Linked DNA regions of Mus musculus: all the other regions are linked to region 1. Evidence: chromatin contacts called from public Hi-C data. All regions are on one chromosome and are shown on one strand. Each heading gives the region's core, a stretch centred on a gene start, on an enhancer-like site or on the middle of the called end of the contact. The rest is flanking DNA. Distances are from core to core; before and after follow the strand shown.

Region 1 (3,116 bases), core at 238-2,737:
GTCTCCTACCAGCCTCTGTACTTGCCAACTGCCTTGTTCTTTTTGAATACTGTATCTTGGATGATTTGTCAGAGTCTGACTGTGTAGTAGTATTGAAGGTTTTGAGGATCACGTATTTACCGCATGCAACTCAGAACATGAGTTTATAGCACTTTTTGTAAGCTAGGATTTCCCAAACTGAAACAAAATACCAAACTCTATTTCTAACCTGAAGGAGCTGTAGAAGTAGGTGAAGGATATTTGCCAATGTGGCTTTTTGGTTTTTTGGGGTTTTTTTTTTTTTTTTGCCTAATTTATTTGTTTCCAACATTTATTATTGATACAACTGAAAGATTTCCTGAACCGTCAATGGAGCAGAGCGCTGCTTCTTTAAGATAAGACACAGAGTGCTCTGCCTGGTGATCATTATTTATAATCCAAGCTATCTGGGAGGCTGAGGCAGAAGGACTACAAGCTCAAGGTCCATGAAAGCCACAGTGAGTTTAAGAACTGCCTAGGCAACTTATCTCAATCTTAAACATTAAAAAGAATTCTAAAGAAGAAGTGGGTTTTAATTCAGTTGAGAAGTGCTTTCTAGCATATGAGATAGCCTGGAATCAATCCCAAGTACCAGCAAAAAGGCAAAATAAAATGAAAGATCAAGAAGAAGAACAGCGAGCACACACACACACACACACACACACACACACACACACACACACACTGCAGATAGTCTATGTTCTGTGTTAAGAGTCTAGGACTTAGAGTGACTTTATTCAGCTAGTTCAAATTTTAATACTCATGGACTTTGTACTCAATGGAACAATGTCTTCTTTCTATTCCCTGGACCATATGAACGTGCAGTGTTAAGATAGGAAGGGGGAACTGAGGTTGCCACTCAGTTAAAATGAAGTTTTCTTACATTATCTCTGGGAAATAGGTCATTATAATCACAGGGTCTTCTATGTGAATCAGGGAGGACGGGTGCCTCAGCGTCAGGGAAGAAGTTGTAATATGAATATAGGGGTCAGGATGATGAGATCTTGGCTTTGAAGATGAAAGGAAGCCAACAGCCAATGAATGCAGGCGTCTCTTAGGGCTGCAAAGGGGAAGGAAATGCATTGTCCTCTAGAGTTTCCAAAGGCTCACAGCTCTCTGACTCACTGATAATAGCCCAGCAAAACACAATTGTAACAATAAGAAGCATAAGAGAATAAATTTAGGTCATTTAGAGCAGTTTATTACATAAGCAACAGAAATGAAGGCCACTTTAGTGATAGAGTCTAGTTCACCAATTCATCTCTGAGTCACAGCACATGTCATTTCCTCTTGCTTTTGAAGCCTTTTGAAATCAGGAACTAAGAGGCAGAACTTTTTAAACTTAATTCTTGCCTAATTTTTGTTCCTGAGTTAATTTATTTTAAATGGAAAATGGACAGGCTAGAGACCTTTGATGATATCAGAGACTACGCTGAGGATAAATGCCATATAGCAAGGTAAGTACTTGTCTCAATTTCCAGGTAATATAGAAGAAACATATATGTTACAGCTTTAACACCAGAACAATCACACAGTGTTGTATTTTAGCTAAAATATGACTCTGTGGTTTTCAAATGGCATAGTTGTGGACAACTTAATTAAGCATGCTCTTATAAGACGTGATAGAGTATGTGCCATCCAGATACTAAGAACTGTGTCCAAAGAGCTTGGGACACACACTAAGGGGCCTGCCTCTTTCATAACGGGGATGAAAATGACTGAGGCTTCACATTTGCACAGTATGATCCTTAACTTTGTGAAGTCTTGTTCCTTTGAAAGCACTGTGCATGTTGTCTCTCTGGAGGTCTTTGGCTTTATGTTTAACATGATAGTGGATTATAGATTTCCTTCTGCATGGGTCTGATGCATTGGTTTACATCTAAAACCTTGTGTATTCTATTAGCCTAATTACTAAGGCAGCCGATAGATTTATTGGTGACTGTTATAAAGGAAGCCAGGTGACAAGCAGGAAAGTGAAAACCAAACAATCATTTTGATTGAAGTTTTCGCCATATCATAAGTCAATCGTTTCGGGGCATTGGATTTACTGTAAGGAGTGGTGAAGAGCACCAAAGGAAAACCAAAGATGAGAGCATTATAAATGTCAACATGAAGAGAAAATGAGTATGTGTTAAAAATCGAGACTTCTAAACAGCTTAGAGAAAAGAAAAGTAACTGAGAAAATAAGAACAGACGGAGTCTAGGGTTTACAGTTTCTGGCTCATATATGTGGCCCTTGCACTGAAGCTCTTTGTAGTCATGTTTACTTAAATGTTCCGAGGGGCTGTTTTTGTTGTGCTTTTATTAGTCTTAATTCTGAAGGTAATCTTCACTTGAAGTATGTCTATGGATGTTTCTAGTTGGAACATGGCCCAATGATGCCTTGTGAGTGTTCGAGAGAAGACTAAATCTAAGAACCAATATTACTATTGTGTTGGATAACACAATATGCCCTTTTCAGACAGTCTTCTTACTGTGAAAAGTTGCCACTTGCAGTCCATTAAATTCACTATATTAATTTTTTTCTAAGCCTTGTACTTAATCTTAATGTTGTTGGGAGCAGATAGCATCGTGTACATTTATGAAACTGTTGGTCTGTACTTTCCTACTATGGCAGATATCTGGGAGGTTATGAAGATGTGACTGATTTTGGCTCACAGTTTCAGAGATTTTAGTTGGTTTTTATCTGACTTCATTCCTTGAACTGTGAGGTGGGATACTATAATGCTATGAGCTTGGTGAAATAGTCTCTCACTTGATGGTTTTTGGGAAGTAGAGAAGAGAAGAGAGGAGAAGACATAGAGTGGATGAAGAAGGAGGGAATGATAACAGATAAAAGACACCCTAATTTCCATCTTCCTATTTCCTTCTGCTAGGTCCTACTTCTGAAGTTTCCAGAATAGAACCAGCAGCTTGGAACAGGCTCTCAACATAGGAAACTAGGGGGGACATTTCATACTTAAATGATACAAATATGTATACTTTCCTTATAAGAGACATTTATATCATAGATTTATATTTTATAGGTATATTTATATATGTACACATCTAGGCATGAATATATAGTATTAAGTCTCTTAATCTCATTCTTTTTTTTA
Region 2 (3,116 bases), core at 330-2,829, 480 kb before region 1:
ATTCTCTTATGAAAATGGCTAATGGGCATCTGAGGAAGGGTTCAAGAGAAAAACAAACTTTACTGGGATGTCAACCAACACCCTCAACTCATAGGTCGCTAATCAGTTACCTCAGTGAATGGGATGTTAATCAATCACCTAAAGCAAGTGAGGTGTCCATCAAATGCCCCAATCACTGTATACAATAATGTCTCATGAGTTTTGAAAAACTCTGATTCCTAAGTATAGTGTTTAGACAACAATCAGCAAGAAAATTTCATGTTGAAGGTAGTTTGAAAAGGCACTATAGATATGACCCACAGCTTTGAAGTCCCAGGACATAGGTTCAAATGCAACCCAGATAAGTTAATATCATTTGATATGGATCTTTGCAAAATGAGCCAGTGTTTTAATTCACAAATCCCAAGTAGTAATGTAAATATGGCTGGCACCTTTGACACTTTGTTGGCAGACATAGCAGAAAGATCACTCAGAGTGAGCCAGGGCAAAATGAACATAAAATATTAATCTCAGCATAATAAAAGCATTCAAATTTTATTTGACTGAATCATCTTAAATCACACTGATGCATGGGATGATTCCCTTTTTGCTTTATAATCCCCTGTGCTGATAAGAAATGCTCTGCTCAGGTGAGAATACTAACAATTGTATAATTTTATAATCTTATTCAGAACTCAAATATATATATATATATATATATATACACACACACATATATATATACATGCATATAAATATACATACATATTTATCAGTGGTTCTTTATATATATGTATAAGAACCATTGTGGATTTTTAATTGAGTTTCATATACTGACATCTGACATTCCTACTAAGAATTCATTTATAAAATAATAATGCAAGTAGCAAGGGCTGTAATCTCAGGCCTTGGCAGGTACAGGCACCAGGATTGTGAGTTCAGGGTCACTCTGGAGGGTTCAAGGGCATCCTGGGCTACATGAAAAACATGTAAAAACAACATAACACAAACAGAGAGCATGAATTAGTAAAGCGTTAGTGGTTTCTTAATTGGCTTTTGCTTTCTCACTCGAGTCTCTCTTCAGAACAGTTGAAAAACAAATGAACAAACAAACAAAAACTACACAAGAACTCTACATTTCCCTGGCCTAATGGTACCTGTCTTTAATCCCAGCACTCAGGAGGGAAGCAGAGGAAGGTGGATCTCTGAATTAAGGAGAGCCTGGTCTAGCTACATAGGACAGCCAGAGCTACACTGTAACAAAGACCCTGTCTCAAGAAGAAGAAAAGAAACAACATTTCTTGAAGACTGTCCTTCTTTCAACATTTTCCTTCACCTATCTATTAACTCACTCACTCACTCAGTCACTCATTCATTCATTCATTCATTCATGCATGCATTTATGCAGGCATGCATGCATTTGTTCAGCAGGGTTAACTTACTCCCTGTCACAAGCACAGTGCTTCTTGCATTGGGTTCTGTAGGAGGATACAAACAGTTTAACACATGATCCCCTTCTTCAGAGAGCATATGACTTGGGAATGCAGTACAGAAGAGAAGTAAACGACAAAGGGTGACTCAACTGTGTCTGAGATGTCACAATGCTCTGTGTGACTATGTGTCAAGAGAATGCCACTGATAGTAAACAAATGCTCTTCGTTCCTAAGAAGGAGAAAAGGCTGTGACAAAGGGAGGTTAGACAAGCCCTTGGGAGGTGGCCCAATTCTGTATCCAGCCTTGAAGGTGTGAAGTCCTGGGGAGTTGGAAGGACATTGTATGCATTCCAGTCGTGGCTCCTAGGAGCCTTTCCCCAGAGCCTGGGAGGTGGGGTGGAGGGGTGGGGTGAAGGTGGGAGGAACAGACTCTACCCCACCTTCCAGAGGCAAAGGTTTTGGGGTTTTGGATTTTCTTCACAACTCCACGTAACCTGCTAACATCATTTTGAAATAGCAAACTATCAGACAGTGATACTGGGTCAGCCTGGGGAAGCACATGTGGGCCTTGAAGCTCAATCAACTTTTTACTAGATGCTCTGTGGGAAACAAAGGTTCCAAGCACTGGTAGACGTTCCTTCCCTGTGCCTTCTTCCTGTTACCTCCCTTTATAAATAAAAATGGGTGGGGCTGGGGGTGGGTTAAACCAGACAAACAAGAAGCTCAGATTCTGTAGTTTTGCATTACTGTGTTTGTTCTGGTTTCCTGTCTGTCCACGGAGCTGTCCCCAGTCTGGATTCTGACCGTCCTCTGCTTTCTCCAGCTTTGCTGTACAGCTGTTCTGTGTCAGTGAGACTCGTCTCCCTCTCGCCAGTCCACCTTTTGCCTGACTTGCCCACGTTCAGTTCTCTTCTGCAGTTCACAAATCAAATCAATTTGTGATCTTAGTGGTTCCTCAAACATATAATCAATCAACAAATTGATGTTTTTTAAACTGCTCGCTATACCATCAATTGTTCTACTTTAAAACGTGAGCTTAAAGACACTATAGAGTTTTGTTATTATGGTACTGACATGAGCTACACTCAGCACCCAGAAAAGACAACCTGCTTTTTGTTTCCTAAATTGAATTTGCCTTTAAAGATAAAACCGGACATTAGTAAGTAGCCTATGCTGGCTATGACCGCCAGACCATTTTCCTCATGACATCACAGAGTGAATCCTGCAATTGTGTGGTTTGTTTTTTTTCCCATGTGAGTTACTCTGTAGAGCTTCAGTATGTTTACGTCCACCCACCTCTCTGACTTATCAAGATCATTTGCACTTCTATCCAGTTTTCCAAAGTGGGATGTACCACACCCAGTTTGATGTCATTACTGAACTTAATAATCATATTCTTTCCCATCATCAAAGTCGCTACTAAAAATAGCAATGGGGTAAGACCAACCTCTTTGGAATCCAGTGAGGTATGCATCTCTGGGTTCACACTAGACCATTGGTAATTACTACTGGGAAAAGCCTTCTAATCACTCATGAGTCTACCAGAAGAAGGTGATTTCAGAATGTAGCTCCTTAATTGGCCAACCACAAGCTAGACAAAGCCTGAACGTCACAATAGTCACAACTATTTAAGATCTTCTTCTGCGTGGTTTCTATCAGTCTTATGCATCTGAGGGATACCATTTGACTAATGTTCATGTAAGG
Region 3 (3,116 bases), core at 229-2,728, 330 kb before region 1:
AGTTGGCAAACTTTTTCTATGAAGCAGTAAATATTTTAAGTTTTTCTGGCTGTAAGTTCTCCACCATAGTTATTCAACACTGCCATTGTAATGCAATGCCTGTGTACAGATAGTTGGTAAGCTACTAAATATAATTGCATTCCAATGAAACTTTATTTACAAAAAAACATTGGCAAGTGAGTTTGACCCCAACAGAATAGTGTTTCCACTTCTGCCCTGAGACGCATGGTTGCTTGAAGTTTCATTATATTTAAAACCATTTTATAATAGAAAGTCTGGCTTTTGACAGTCTTCCTCTTTGAAGGTGATAGGAAGGCCCTTCTCTTAGGGAAAAGATCTTAATTTGTGAACTAATCACAGTTACATACAGTACAGTGCTCCTACATTGTTAAGAGACAAAAAGATGATATTCTGTGCTCTCCCATAAAACCTCAGCCTACATGGTACCTAACCATGTGCCCAGGTCTGGCTGAAATGGAAGGAGAAGGTACAGAAGTCAACAGGTCTGACAATAATCTACTTGAGACATTTTAATTTCTCTGTCCCTTGCCAACCATATTACTCTGAATATTTATGCATACACCATATTACTTCCCCTCCTCCAGAAGTTTCCTCACAGAACTGCGTGGGTTGACGTGCCTCCCTCATCTTATTTAGCACTGTACATAAAAGTGATAGTTTGGGCAGTGTTTCTTCATTTGAAAAGTTATTGCTAAAGACACCGCCTAATAGACTCTTTTGTGCCTGCTTGCAAAACTCCATATGTAATCTCTCTTATTATGCTTCCTATTATTAACCAGAGAGTCCACGTCACTCCTCAGCTGCGTTCCCATAGCGTAATCATCTCTGGTTCCATGAAACACAGTATATGTTCAGCTCCATTGACCACATTCAGCTTCATTTTTTCAACCCCACCAACTCTTCCTTTGCATTCTTGTTGTTCCCTCGTCTTTTTCAGGTCTTGATGGCTCTGACTGTCCCTGTATCTTAATGGGGAATATACTACAGGGGTGCTAATAGAAAACAAATAATTTGGGTTCACCGGAACTGTTAAAGACCACAAGAAGGATATTTTCCTTTGTGTTTAAGAGTAGAAGAACAAGGAAGTGATAGCCAAGCTGCCTGGGGCAGATGGTGTAATGATAACAGCTAACAGAACTATTAAATTCAGATTTTGCTTTCAAGTTCTGCAGCAAATAAAGTGGTCTGCAGGATATAAGAGGAGGAGCAAACAAGACTTTCATTTTGTATGCTTGCTTTGGGTTTTTTGTTTTGTTTTGTTTTTGTTTTTTGGTGGGGGGCATGCTTTTTGCACTTCACCTCATTTATTTTCACTCTGTGTGGTAGTCATAGCTGTTATTATTATCCTATTTTGTTGGGGGAGGAAATTATGACTCAGCCTTATCTGACTTGTCCACACACACAAACAAAGCAAAGAAGGGGTTGACTGTAAGTCTACAGAGATGACTGGACAGTTGGCCAGAACCTGACTGCAATAAATGAGCTCTAGCTGACAGCTCCAGGTATAAGCTGTGCCCAGCCACTGGGAACACTGGAATGCTGGACAAATAGCGCACATTCTAGCTAGTCTCACTGAATGGGTGAATGTGAACTGACGATTAATCTCAGAAGTTACTGAAGTCTTCAAGAAACCAAAAGATGAATGAAAAAAGGGAAATGTTGATTCATTTTTCTAAAAGGAGGATAGATTCCAGAGACCGAAAATAGGTCAGCTATTCTTCCATAGTGAGCCTAGAGAAAGCCATGGGTGGATTTTCTAATGTAATGGTTTGTGAGCAGTAACTAAGGAATGTGGTGGTTTATGAGGCATGCACACAGGTTCACAAGGAACTCAGCGAGTTAAGTTATGCTAGTTTAAGTGAGCTTCTTGCTTCTGAAATGGAACAACTTTATAAAATCACAGGGTTGACTAGTAAAAACATCACTTTCTCAATAATATCCTAAGAGAAGAACCTCACGGTGAGTGGCTATTGTCATCTCAACAAGTGCAGCCCATTTACCCGTTACACTTACCCATCTAATGCTCTGTCTGAGCTGGTACTTTGTTTATCTTCCCGTTCAGAAGATAAGAAACAGGGATCGCAGGAGATCAAATAGTTTATGCAAATTGCTGAGCTAGAACCGAAGCCAACTATGCCTGCCTCAGAGCTGTTGAGGGCAACAACTACACCGTATTAGCTGACACACAGCCAGGCTCAACGAGGTCTGCGGCTAAGGCGAACTATGTATATTCAGATTGGGTCATCATAGCATCAGGTAGAGTCATACAGGTTGTAAAAAAATCCAAAGCACATTGGTCAATATTTTGGTCTTAATCTGTTTGGCACTTGAGTCAATGCACTGACTAAAGACAGAAAATATGCTTAATCACCTCTGAAGTTGACAGACAAAAAAAAGAAAAGCCAACAGCCCTACTATCAACTCACATTTGCATAATGTTTTCCACTCTGCAAAATAACTTTTGCCCTGTGCACCTCAGTGGAGTCTCCTGATGCTTCAGAGGATTATGACTGCTAGTGCCCACCCCCAGTACTGTTTTTCCAGTGAGCAAAACCTGAGGTTCATGAATGTCAGATGACCCAATGAGAGTCATACAGTGAATGATCTGGGGACTTCCGTTTTCCATCACAATGCAGTAGGGGCAGAGTCCTGCCCAGAGCCAGTATCAAGACATGCAGTTGCTAGATCAAAACCGGATGAAGTCTGATAGACTTGGAGTTCAAAACTGAAGAAAAAAAAAAGTACACGTGTTCGGGTATTTAATGTAAGCCAGTGTGGTAGTTTGATTATCAGTCACATCAAGTTAGTGTTGGGCTGGGTTAATGGAAGTATCGTGTCTGCCTTCCGGTAAGCTGTGATTTCAGTGACCACAGTGCCATCCATACCATCAATGACACCTGTATCCTCTGGGTCAAGAATTTATTTAGTAAAATCTTGAGCTAAGCAGAGAATAGTCAGTCCACAGAATCCGGTAGGTAGCATTTGAAGAGATAATGGGCTACATGGACTATGGAAGATTGTAAAGAAACGAGAAATTCTAGTTCTTCAGAATTTCAAGAACAATTATCATTTGGAGGAGAAAAAGCCATTGTTCT
Region 4 (3,116 bases), core at 346-2,845, 300 kb before region 1:
TTTGACCCAAACTAAAGTCATCAGAAGGAAGGAAGCTTCAACCGAGGAGATACCTCCGTGTAATACTGGTTAGCAGGCACACCTGCAGAGCTGCAGTTCTCAACCTGTGACTCAAGACCCCGTTACACACACACCTCTGTATCCAAAAGGATTTGCATTATGATTTATAATGGTAGCAAAATTAAAATTATGAAATAGCAAACAAAGTAATTTTATGGTTAGGGGGTCACTGCAATATGAGGAACTGTGTTAAAGGGTCCCAGCATTAAACAAGGTTGAGAATTACTGATATAGGACATTTTGTAATTAGTGATTTATGGAGAAGGGCCCAACCCATTAACCCCAAGCTAATGCTCTTGTGTTTTTATAAGGATGGGAAAGCCACGAGGACCAATTCAATAAGTAGCATCCCTTCATGGTCTCTGCAGTAGTTCTTGCACTAATTTCCTTCAGTGATGATTATGATGTGGAAGTGCAAACCAACTTACCTTTCTTCTCCAATGTACTTTTGGTCATGGTGTATCATCATAGCAATAGGGATCTTAACCAGGACTGGCACTATTGATTAGATAACAAGTCCGATGTAATTTCTTATACGCTTTTTTTTTTTATTTACATGTAGTCACACCATATATTTGACATATTTCAAATTGATTCTGACGGTTGTTTGAATTCACTGAAGTGGACCACGGCTCAGTGAGAAACTAGAGACACTCTTAAGCTGTTTACATGCCTCAAAGATCAGAGTTAAAGTCAAGTTCAAGGCATCACCTCAGGTACAAATTACTAGAAAGTAATTTGCGTCTGTAAGTTAGGTTTTGATATCTTTAGTGCCATCAGCTATACGAATGTTGATGCTTTTATGTTGGCACAACCTGTAATGACCTGGAAAAGCGTATTTTTTTAAAGCAAATATTTATTTTAGTTTTAATTCTGTGTATGTGTCTTTGTGTGGGTGTGTACACCCATGTGCCAGTGTGAGCAAAGGCCAGAGGCATTGCATCCCAGGAAGCTTGAGACATAGGTTGTTATAAGTTGCCCAAAATAGGCACTGAAAATCAAAATTCTGTTCTTCTGCAAGAGCAGTCTGTACTCCTAACCTCGAAGCCATCTCTTCAGTTGCTGTGAACAGAATCTTAATGAGAGATGATCTAGATCAGGTAGGCCTGTGGGTATGTCTGTGGGGAATTGTTTTCATTTTTAATTGATTGGTAAGTGGGAAAAGCCAGCTCATTGTGGGTGGCACCATCTCATGGGCTGGGCCCTGAACTGTCTAGGAGTGAAGAAAGCTAGCTGAGTCGGCAGGGCAAGCAAGCGAGGATCTGTGCGTTTATTTATTTTTCTCTGCTTTGTTCTGTGGTTGTGATGCTTTAAGTTCCTGCTTTGAGAACTTGAGTCACAGTCCCCGAGAGAACGGATTGTAACTTGGAATTGTAAGCTGACTAAGGCCTTAATTTTTTTTTTTATTATTGTTGTTGTTCTGGAGATTTGTCACCGCATCAGAAATGAAACTAGAACAAAGAGTGACACCCAGAGATGCTCTCTATTTCCCAATATCCAAGTGAGGACTTTCATATTAAGCTCTTCCCTCTATTAAAGTAAATAGGACCGCATCCAACACTTGCATATGGGGAAATGCCCCTACTGCCACACAGCACTTCTGTAAACTCCCAAAGGGAACCTTAGAAGATTTAGAAGCTGATGTCTCATTGCAGTTCTTCTGAGGCTGTGGGAGAGCCAACAGAACGTGGCAAGAATCTGTAGCTGGATATCTTATTCATTAGAGGTAGAGGTTTAGGATCCAGGAGTGCATATTCTAGAATCTATAAGATTAAGGTTAAGAATGTGCCAGAGAAAGCCATGTCCCCTGGATTCTATAGTTTGAAATGGCTGCATCTGTCCGTGTAAGCTGTCACTAAATTCTAATAAATTAGAATTAAAAAAAAATACCAACCACAATACATTCAATAGTAATAGATTCAGGGGAATTGTTTGCTGACGGTTCCCCATCACTAACTGCATGCTAAAGTCCTCAATTTATTTTGTAAGTCATGTCAGTGGCTGAGATGCCAGTGGTCTTTCTGTTAAAGGCACTAAAGCCATTAAGAGTTTATTAAACCAAAGGGGTTGAATGAATTTTACGTTAAGTAGCTCAAAAAACAAAATCAAGTCTTACAATCTGCTACCTATGTTAAAATTTTCATTGAATGTAGTTGGATGTTGGCCATCACGAGTTTGACTTCAAGTTGTCAGGGAACATTTGGTGGCTTGGTGCTGGACCCAGAACTGTTCAGAGAGGGTAATTATTTCCTCAGAAGTGTCAGCAACCATTTATGAGCTCATGTGTGTTCCTAACGACATGCTGCAATCAATGTATGTCTTGACGACTTTCTTCAGAAGTGCTTAATCATTATTTACTGATTTTATTTAATTATACCTTTCAAGTTGAAAATATAATGGACCAGCTGGGCCTTTTTACTTATTAAGTATAGAAACAGTCTCCTACCTGTGATGATTCTACTTACTATTTTTTAGTTTTCTTTTCTTTTTTATTTAAACATTTTTATTAGATATTTTCTTCATTTACATTTCAAATGCTATCCTGAAAGTCCCTTATACACTCCCCCCTCCCTGCTCCCCAACCCACCCACTCCTGCTTCCTGGCCCTGGTGTTCCCCAGTACAGGGGCATATAATCTTTGCAAGACCAAGGGCCTCTCCTCCCAATGATGGCCGATTATGCCATCTTCTGCTACATATGCAACTAGAGACACGAGCTCAGGGAGTACTGGCTAGTTCATATTGCTGTTTCTCCTATAGGGTTGCAGACCCCTTTGGCTCCTTGGGTACTTTCTCCAGCTCCTCCATTGAGGGCCCTATGTTCCATCCAATAGATGACTGTGAGCATCCACTTCTGTATTTGCCAGACACTGGCATAGCCTCACAAGAGACAGATATATCAGGGTCATGTCAGCAAAATCTTGCTGGCATACGCAATAGTGTCTGCATTTGGTGGCTGATTATGGTAAGGGTCCCCGGTTGGGGCAGTCTCTGCATGGTCCTTCCTTCTGTCTCAGCTCCAAACTTTGTCTCTGTAATTCCTTCCACGGTTATTTT
Region 5 (3,116 bases), core at 216-2,715, 260 kb before region 1:
TAGAGGAGGAGGAGGAGGGGGTAGAGGAGGAGGAGAGAAAGGAAAAGGTGAAGACAAAGGAGTTATCTAAGTATTGTGGCTTATATCTGCAATTCAAGCACTTGGGCATCGAGGAAGAAAGATTGCTGGGAGTTCCTGGCACAAAGGGACACAGAGTGAGAACCTGACTCAAAATCCACCAAAGCACTGTTCAGCAAAGGAAAGGCAGAGGAAGACAGAATGAAAACAATCTAGGTAAAGTAATGTGGAGTCACACCCTGGGTAGAAGGGTAGAGATACTGAGAACAGGTCCACAGACCATGAAGCTTGGCAGCAAGGAGGTATAGCCAGAAAGGAGCACGGGGGAATCCACTGACCATGAGGCCCAGCAGCCGAGGACGAAGCACACAAGGAGAACACCAGGAATCGGTTGGGCCTGGCCTGAGAACTTCTCTCCCTTACTCAGTACAAGCAGAATTACATTAAAATCTCACTAAAGAAAGTTGGGTTTTCAGGGCATCCTATTCACAACTCGAGATTGCAGTTAACAAAATGTAAGCAATTTAATCATGAGAAGACTTTATTTTTTTCTCTAGAGAATCGAAAACGAACGACTTCAACCATTAAGTAAACTTCACATCTTGAAGCTCTCATCTATAGGATCTCTGAATGTTATTTAAAGGGGAGAGGATGTTGGAGTGGTAAGCACTCCTAATCCCACTCCAGATACACTGTTTGAAGGCTGCTCTACATGACAGCAGAGACAGGAGCATGTGTCTACAAGCCAAGAAACAGAGATTACCAGCAGTCTGCCAGAAACCAAGTGACAGATAAAATGGACTTTCTTATAGCCCTCAAAGACACCAACTCTGTGTACACTTAGTATACCACAATCTCAAACGCAGGGCTTCCGAAACTCAATGCACTTCTGATGCCTATTAGTATACTGATTTTATAATGAGTTGCAGCACCCTTCAGTAATTACTATAGTAGTCCTAGTTAATTAATAAACAGATGTTAAAAAAAACAACAACAAACAATCCAAATTAAAAAGAAAAAGAAAAAGAAAAGCCAGGCAGAGGCAAACGGTGTGCTTGCAGCAGCAGTACAGGGAAGGGAAACATTTACTGAGTTTCAGGGGTGAGATGTAAGAGGGGGAGGGGTCAGGCTGAAAGGAGCTAGTGTTGCTGAGGCATGGCTTGAGCCCGGGATTGGAAGCTGAAAATGATTGACACCAATCCTGCTTTATGGTATTCACAGACAGAGCCAACTGTCTTTGTATTATCCCTGTTCCCTGTTCAGAGTTTTGATGAGAGCTCTATTAGGGAGACCTGAGAGGACAGAGGAGCAGGCAGGTGGACTGGGGACCCAACAGCAACTTGTGGAAAACAGTCTGTGATCTTGCAGCAGTGGGTACCCTTCCACCCCCTCCCCGCCCCGTGCAGCGTACCCTTTGTTCTCCCTTTTCTTTTCCCCTTTGAGTAAATCTGTTTACTACCCAGAAAACCAGGGAAGGGATAGGCCAGTTGCCTGGGGCAGATGGTGCAACGCTAACAGATGACACAGAAGGCAGAACTTCTCATCTCCTGTTTTTCCTTTTTGCAGTTCTCCAGCAAGGCTCCCAGGACTCAATAGCATAAAAGAAACATCATTCAGAGAAACCGAAACACAAGTTAATGAGATAGTGAGGGAACCCTGGGCTGATGTAAGTGATTTCCCGTCTTCATGAAATCCAAGTGAATTACACTTAAACAATGAATGAGCCTGCAGAAGAGATCAATGAATCATTGAGGAAAAAAATCACTTTCAGTAATTTTTAAACAAAGAAATCTTATATAATATAAAATGTGCCTGAAGTCCCAGGAAAAGCAAATGGTGTTCTCAAACTCAGTGGATTATAGATTCAAAGAGAACACAGGCTTATATTATATTGTTTATGTTATATGGTTATTTTCCTTGAAAATTCTGTTGGGTTTCTTTGACTTATATATAAACAAAAGTGTTTGAGAAGGAGGAGAGGGAGAGAAAAGAGGGAGGGAGAAAGGTCACAGAGAAGGAAAAATACAGAGGGAGAGATGAAGGACAGCAGCAAAGTTGGAGAAGGACTTAGAAGTTTGTTAGGTTTGTGAAAATCATTAAGGTAACAGAGTATACATGATTGATTTTGCATGTAGTTGTGACTTGGATAATCTTGAAAACTTTCAGAAAAACCTATTAAATTAACATGACCTGTGCCCCAGTGAAATGACAGAGATGACTAGGGAGAGCCAGCAAGGTTAAATTGGAAGGATGCAGGCCAACTTGGAGCTTGCGTCCTCCTCAGCTTTCTTTACTGCCTAGTCCTTGGTCCGTTTCCCAGAGTAGAATCCACAACCCTGTTGGCAAAGCACTGCCAACATCCAACAATGTGACACCTACAGTTCGGACAGTATTCTCCCAGAGCTGATAGAGGCCCAGGGACAGCCTTGGGCTCCGTCCCCTTCTTCTCCATCAGATCAGACATCACAACTGAGTCTAGCCTCATCTATCTCCCCCTTTTCCTGCTCTTATTGCAGATATCCACTGCGTTTGCTACCCCACAATGGTTATTGGCTTGCTTTAGTTAACCAGTTCTCTTTGGGTTCTGGGTTCTGGGCTGATGAGTGGGGACCATGGAACCTCGACAACATTGCCCTTCTGATATGGACGCCCTTTTGCGGGCCTCAGTTGCTGTGGCTCTCAGTTCTCCTCTTGTCAAGGGGCTCCTGGGTGCTTCTTTAACTCTGCCTCTGTTATTTCATTCTGTACCAATCCTCTGAAATACATGGCTGCCTCAGGCTTTAGAGTAACGCTGAGATTTTTATCTCTGAAAAAATAAAAATCCAATCATACTTCTGTCTTGCTTTATATCTTCTGTAAGTTTTCATCACATAGATACTAGAATAAAATAGCAAGCTCTTCATTACACCAGCAAGTATTAGCGTAATCTGGAAAACCTTTCAATTTACACAACTTTCTCAACTTCAAAACTGTCTCCAGAGACAGTTGACCTACTTTCCTCCCTCATCTGTCCCATGTCTGTTCCTGCCTCAGGGCCTTTGTATGTGTTTGCAGACATTCCCATTTCTGGATGTCTTTTCTCATACACGCTTCAGCTG

The links. A called contact is a pair of places that touch in the nucleus more often than the background predicts.
Region 2: a contact with region 1 is called in a Hi-C map of bone marrow-derived macrophages, with 18 read pairs. The contact joins two enhancer-like sites. A contact is called at or near these places in 1 of 484 Hi-C or Micro-C datasets (bone marrow-derived macrophages) and 3 of 115 datasets of contacts at active chromatin or transcription factors (bone marrow-derived macrophages, embryonic basal ganglia and extraembryonic endoderm stem cells).
Region 3: a Hi-C map of bone marrow-derived macrophages shows a contact between it and region 1, with 26 read pairs. The contact joins two enhancer-like sites. A contact is called at or near these places in 4 of 484 Hi-C or Micro-C datasets (the Ba/F3 cell line, Sertoli cells, bone marrow-derived macrophages and 1 more) and 1 of 9 other capture datasets (macrophages).
Region 4: a Hi-C map of bone marrow-derived macrophages shows a contact between it and region 1, with 22 read pairs. The contact joins two enhancer-like sites. A contact is called at or near these places in 1 of 484 Hi-C or Micro-C datasets (bone marrow-derived macrophages), 3 of 115 datasets of contacts at active chromatin or transcription factors (bone marrow-derived macrophages, embryonic stem cells and extraembryonic endoderm stem cells) and 2 of 9 other capture datasets (embryonic tail and macrophages).
Region 5: a Hi-C map of ECoMG-derived neutrophils shows a contact between it and region 1, with 4 times the contacts expected there. The contact joins two enhancer-like sites. A contact is called at or near these places in 1 of 39 promoter capture datasets (macrophages), 3 of 484 Hi-C or Micro-C datasets (ECoMG-derived neutrophils, the HPC-5 cell line and bone marrow), 1 of 115 datasets of contacts at active chromatin or transcription factors (embryonic basal ganglia) and 1 of 9 other capture datasets (macrophages).

The regions. Positions count from the first base shown.
Region 1 is chr10:17,219,747-17,222,862 of GRCm38.p6, reverse strand. No RefSeq gene overlaps it. Among named protein-coding and RNA genes, the nearest start is that of Gm20125, 130 kb to the right of the region's middle. Within about 2 kb of position 1,487, at least 26 of the 459 cell types and tissues checked have an H3K27ac peak or open chromatin away from gene starts, as enhancers often do. A contact at or near this core is called in the Ba/F3 cell line, ECoMG-derived neutrophils and bone marrow-derived macrophages, where this site is marked.
Region 2 is chr10:17,696,529-17,699,644 of GRCm38.p6, reverse strand. No RefSeq gene overlaps it. Among named protein-coding and RNA genes, the nearest start is that of Gm32543, 17 kb to the right of the region's middle. Within about 2 kb of position 1,579, at least 43 of the 459 cell types and tissues checked have an H3K27ac peak or open chromatin away from gene starts, as enhancers often do. A contact at or near this core is called in bone marrow-derived macrophages, where this site is marked.
Region 3 is chr10:17,548,468-17,551,583 of GRCm38.p6, reverse strand. The region is part of intron 3 of Gm32543 (a long non-coding RNA gene); the gene reads left to right. Among named protein-coding and RNA genes, the nearest start is that of Gm32656, 110 kb to the left of the region's middle. Within about 2 kb of position 1,478, at least 94 of the 459 cell types and tissues checked have an H3K27ac peak or open chromatin away from gene starts, as enhancers often do. A contact at or near this core is called in the Ba/F3 cell line and bone marrow-derived macrophages, where this site is marked.
Region 4 is chr10:17,517,135-17,520,250 of GRCm38.p6, reverse strand. All of the region lies in intron 3 of Gm32543 (a long non-coding RNA gene), which reads left to right. Among named protein-coding and RNA genes, the nearest start is that of Gm32656, 140 kb to the left of the region's middle. Within about 2 kb of position 1,595, at least 47 of the 459 cell types and tissues checked have an H3K27ac peak or open chromatin away from gene starts, as enhancers often do. A contact at or near this core is called in bone marrow-derived macrophages, where this site is marked.
Region 5 is chr10:17,477,215-17,480,330 of GRCm38.p6, reverse strand. No RefSeq gene overlaps it. Among named protein-coding and RNA genes, the nearest start is that of Gm32656, 180 kb to the left of the region's middle. Within about 2 kb of position 1,465, at least 68 of the 459 cell types and tissues checked have an H3K27ac peak or open chromatin away from gene starts, as enhancers often do. A contact at or near this core is called in ECoMG-derived neutrophils, where this site is marked.